2 separate regions of the Hordeum vulgare genome follow, and region 1 is linked to region 2. Evidence: chromatin contacts called from public Hi-C data. All regions are on one chromosome and are shown on one strand. The core of a region is the stretch at or near the end of the contact, and the rest is flanking DNA. Distances in the headings are between cores, read along the strand shown.

Region 1 (2,700 bases), core at 52-2,551, 790 kb after region 2:
TTACCCGGCCCGTTTGGCCAGATCTGTGCTTATACATGTGTGGAAACATTCTCCCTTATAAGGAGGTCCAAATCCCACTAAACTAGCAATGTGGGACTAAACTTTTCCACCTCTTGCCTTGCACAAAAGGCCTGCGTGGGCCTCTAGGATTTATTAGGAATTTCTAAAATTGTACCTTGGGCTGGCCCAAAAATAGGTAAAAATTCCACCACATGAAACCATCTTCGAAGGACGTACGTTCCCTTCATAATCTTTGAGGCCCATTGCATGGTCAATTGTTCAACGAAGGCCTCCAATCACCTTCACCCCCGCACGTGACCACGGATATATTCCTTTTATTATCCTTGAATTGTTCTTCCCTATGTAAGCCCCTAACCTTTTGCATCGTCCTCTCGAGAGGACGGTTATTGAGCAGCCTCGTCGAGTACACCTTGCCCATCATAGACCATCTTGCAACACTAACTTGTTCTAGAGACGGATCCGAAACCGTGATGTTCTTTCTTCATCACGATCAACTCGCCTAGCTTAGTCGAGGGGCTGGAGGCCTCCCTAGAAGTCTTGCGGTCTGCGAGAGATATTGAAGATTTCCTCCTTGTCGCGCCCGTTGTCGCTTCTGCTCATGGAATGGTCATCTCCTTTGCAGTAGCCACTCCTCTCCCCGATCACTTTGCCATAGGCTCGTCATAGGAGAGTGAAAGCGTCGCTGATCAGTGCCATCGCCACCCCGAGAACCACCGGAGAAAACACCACCCCCAATGAGAGAACCCTAACCCTAGTGCGACAAAGCAGCCGCGTGCGGATGATGGACCCGCCTAATTTCAAAGATACATTAGAACTTTAACTAACTTTTTTTGTGAAGAAACTAGTACTAGTACCAACTAAGGGCATCTCCAATAGTCGTATGATCATCGTTGGTAAAATTGTCACATAGACGCTTTTAATGACATGTCATATAATGAAAGAAGAGAGAGAATGCAATCGTATGAACTTGAAGCAACGGTTCAGGAACAAGCTCCGAGGCAAACATGATCATTTCTTCAACATTTTGTGAACTCGTTTAGTTATTTTATATACGGTTAACATATAGTACATTGAAAAGCATATATGATGTGCTGTTGGCTGTTGATGTGGACATTTATACCAACGACTGCCGTTGGAGATGCTCTAACTCGAAGATGGCTAAAAAAACTCAAGATGCCTACAGGTGGGACCGCCAACCCTAACGACCTGCTACCTGCTTGTGTACCCGGTAGAGTTACGGCCATAAAATTGTCTCCTCCACTCCTCCGACTCCACGTGCACCCTACACGACCGTGCCCGCCGTTCCCCTCAAACAGCTCCATCGAGCCGCGCTCACTTGCAACTCGGCCGCCACATGTCTGTGACACGAGCCAGCCATTAAAAATCCCCTTCCAACCTTTCTCTCCCCCTTCACCCTCCTCCTCTTTGGCTCTTTCTCACCAGCTCTACCGCCGCCTCCTTCTCCCACTACTCCGCCTCCGATCTCCGGACCCTCCGGCGACCGGGCCCCACCGCCCGGCCTCTACGCCGCCGCCCAGGCCCCACGTGCCAAACTCGCGCCGCCGCCGCCGCCGCCATTAACCAACTACTCCTACCTCCCATCATTCCTTCCCGATCTGCCAACTAGCCAAGCCCACTGACGTGCTACGCCGCCGCCCTCTCCTTCTCCCCCGCCAACGCGTTTGGCCTCCCCTGCGTCCTACTCCCGCGGGGTCCCAAGCCCCAACCCTAGAGCTCGCTAGCCCAGGGATCGGCCAAGTGATGCGCGGATCGGGGCGGGCGGGGCGGCCATGTTCGGCCGCATGAAGTGCCTCGTCGGCGGCGCCGTTGACCAGGGCAGCCCGCGTGGAGCCACCAGGAGGGTTTCGCCGGCGTCCGGCCGCGTGCACAACGCCGCCGCGGGGCCGGGGGCCAAGAGGGCCATCTGCTTCCGCCCGCCGGACGTTATGGAGACGGTGCACGAGGTGGCCGTCTACATCCACCGCTTCCACAACCTCGATCTCTTCCAGCAAGGGTATGGAGCCGTGTCTCGTGGAGATGCTTGCTTTTGGTCTTTTCTTTTCCGTGGATGTCTTTTTTCTTCTTCTTGGGTTTAGTTTCACTATTCTCTTTTTTGACTATACTAAAGTTCCAAGTGGTTTGAGTTAAAAAGTTTCATTTTTTTGTGACATGTAAAAAAGCCAATACAAAGTTTCGGTACAAACTTAGTCAATAGTTTTGGTTTGTTGGAGCATTTCGTGTTAATTCGGTTTTTCTTTTTTCTTTTTTGCGAGTCAGACCTCCCCCCCCCCCCCCCCCCCCCCTCGTACTGGCAGTTCTGAGTTTGTCCATACACATTTTTGCGCTGCGAGACGGCATGCAGATCTTTGTCTCCATATTTCTGGATCTCCGAAATTTTTATATTTTATGTCAACTAGGGAGTGCTGTTCTTCGTTGTGAAACGAGTATTGGGTTATGTGCAGATGGTACCAGATGAAGATTAGTGCAATGTGGGAGGAGGGTGAAAGCGGTAGCAAGACACCAGCTTCACCCGCAAGGGTAGTCCAGTACGAAGGTGCGTCCATCTCTTCTAACGAGGGACAGTATGATGTGATCGCCTGCTTCAGTGCTTCTGTTATTTTCACATGATTTCAAGGAAATACATGTTTAAATTGATACCTTTGCAATCTGTGAGGTTCT
Region 2 (2,700 bases), core at 12-2,511:
GGTAGACCATTTTGTCCCTGCTTCCTCAATCTCTTGAGGGACACTGCTAAGTGGGACCCATCACTAACAAAACCATCCCTCTCTCTTGCAACTATCATGTGGGACCCACAACTGACCAAATATGCCATGTTCTACACATCACAGTAATTTTGCATAACTTTTTCATGCAGTAATATACACACCGTGAACTAACTAAAACAAAAGTAACACAAATCAGCACTTAATGTTGTTATCATCTTGAATATAACTAATAATTAGTAAAGAGTTTCTAGATAAATATACTAGCTAATTACATTGGGTCAAGTGTTAAAAAATTTATAGTGCGTCAACGATTAGAGTATGCCCTCTGTAGTATGAGGATGAGCTTGCCAGAGCTAAAGTATTCATAGGCGGAGGTTACTAAATCCTCATCGTCAGAAGAGAGAAGAAGGATGAGATCATCGGAGCTCACCAAATCAACCTCGTCAGAGGACAAAAGGATGATGAGCTCATGGGAGATCACCAAATCAACCTCGTCTAAGGAGATGAGGATGAGCTCGTTAGAGCTCACCAAATCCACCTCATTAGAGCAGAGAAGGAGGATGAGCTTGCTGACGCCATTGGTGACAATTCCATGGCACATCTCGTCAAATCCACTAGAAAATGGAGATCGGGTAGTGAGGTACCATGGTGGAGCAGAGCTGGATCTGGGGCTCATGGCGCCCGATCTTGCTGCTGCTGATGGCAGAGCATAGGCGACGGAGCGACAGCTGCGGAGGCTAGCATGTGCAGCGCGGCCTTTGGCGGCCATGACAGGGAGGCGGAGGAAGGCTACGTCTGCGTTCCTCCTGGCCATGGTAACACAAAATTTGGGCGGTGCCGACATCCTGCCGAGCCTCCTTTGCTAGACGGCGGCATGCAGTGGTGGATACGGGGAGTACCAGTAGCCGTTCATATGGAGGGAGAGAAGAAACATCAGCTATGTTCGACAAGAATGAGCTGATGAGATCCACGGGCAAGAGGTCGGTTTCATGGCATTTGGCATCCATGGCTCAATCTGCAGGCACGTGAAACAGAGAGAGGGAAAGGGATTAGAGAGAAGTAAAAGGGAAGGAGGATAAAAGAAACGGGGAAGAGGAGGGAGTGGTCCGATGCTGCTCCGGCCACGTCAAACGGCGGCGATGGCATCTTCCAATCGAGACAGGATTGAGGCTCGGGCTCGGGAGGAGGAGTTAGGGTGGAATAAAGGGATAATATTTGAGAGATGGGGAAGGGGATATTGGGCTAGGGTTTGACTGGCCGAGAAGGGTGATTGGTCCCACTTCAGAGTGTCATGTGAGGTAGTGGGGAAGCAGGGGCAAAATAGTCCAGTGAAAAGTCCATAGACGATGAGCACACGGTCAAATGGCAGTAACTGGACAGAAATGTGACAGAAGAGCAAAACCATAAGAGAAGCAAACAGACTTGGACAAATATATAATTGATCATGGACGGAATGCATATAATTGATCATGCAATGAATAACGTTATAACTATGCACTTTTTTATCAATTGCCCAAAAATAACTTGTCCACCCACCATATGGCATGCTTACGAAAGATAAGCTTCTAGTAAATACTATGGCCCGAGGTCTACTTTAATTATATTACAAAACCAAAAATACCTTACTACAATTTATTTATTGGGAATTTGTAAAATTGAAATGTTTTGGTTTAAAATCCGGATCCAACTAAACCGATACCTTGCGTGAGAGAAAGAAACTGGCACGGAAGGGAGTCGAACCCCAACCTCATGGTATGTACAGAACACACTAGCCAACTCGCCACGACTTTGTTGCTGTTATTATTGCTCAGCCTTTGGAATATGAGGCTTTTATTCAAGATAGTGAGTTCGTGATACACGAACCAGTAACATGATGGTTGAGTACGTGACTATGCAACAACCTGGGTTAGTTTCACTTATTGTTCAAGATTTAAAATTTGAAGGGGGTTTGGATCTTGTGACGAGTGTATTTATGCCATCAAATCAAGGAGTTTTTAGTGAAAACTTTGATGATTTCACATTACATCACATTGGGGAGATGGGGTAATGGAGCGGCTCTTTTGCATGCTAAACAAACAAGTGAGAAGAGACGTTTTTCCACCATGATGGTCGTTGTATTTATTAGACCACTCATGATAAAGTTTTCAGGTCGTCCAAGCTATAATTATCACGATGATCATGCTAAAGTCATCATGCATTTACATCCTACAGTTACCATGCTTTTTATACTAAACTTGCTAATATGGGCAAGGCAAATCTGATAAGTCACGTATAAACACCAAGATATTTTTCATCTCAGAGATAAAGTTTTTGAATACACACACCCATAACTTATGGAGTAAATACCATGGTAATATACACACCACATGGGTGGTAATTTCTGATCAAACACCGTGGTAACTATTGGCCCGGGAAAAAAGTTGTTGAAGAGAGGTAACTTCTGCTTAAATAGTATGATAATATACGACAACACATATCTGATAACTTACGCACAAGTACATTGATGATTATTGGCTGGGGAACTTTATGGAAAATATACCCCCTCCCCCTGTAACTTATGTATAAATAGTATTATAATATACACACCTCAGATCTGATAACATACGTATAAACACCCCGATACCTTTTAACCCGAAGATAAAAGTTGCTTAACAATATAACCTGATTAATTATGTGTAA

Evidence for each region. Hi-C and Micro-C count contacts between places; a contact is called where the count stands out from the background.
Region 1: a contact with region 2 is called in a Hi-C map of seedling, with 2.4 times the contacts expected there. The contact joins the promoter of LOC123451758 here to the enhancer-like site in region 2. A contact is called at or near these places in 2 of 6 Hi-C or Micro-C datasets (leaf and seedling) and 1 of 1 datasets of contacts at active chromatin or transcription factors (embryo).

Annotation. Positions count from the first base shown.
Region 1 is chr5H:261,229,075-261,231,774 of MorexV3_pseudomolecules_assembly, forward strand. It overlaps LOC123451758 (protein FAM135B-like), which reads left to right and starts at 1,302. Exons shown (of 14, transcript XM_045128289.1): 1 at 1,302-2,035; 2 at 2,484-2,575. The coding sequence starts at 1,812.
Region 2 is chr5H:260,440,795-260,443,494 of MorexV3_pseudomolecules_assembly, forward strand. No RefSeq gene overlaps it. Among protein-coding and RNA genes, the nearest start is that of LOC123395566, 650 kb to the left of the region's middle. Within about 2 kb of position 1,262, at least 3 of the 3 cell types and tissues checked have open chromatin away from gene starts, as enhancers often do. A contact at or near this core is called in leaf and seedling, where this site is marked.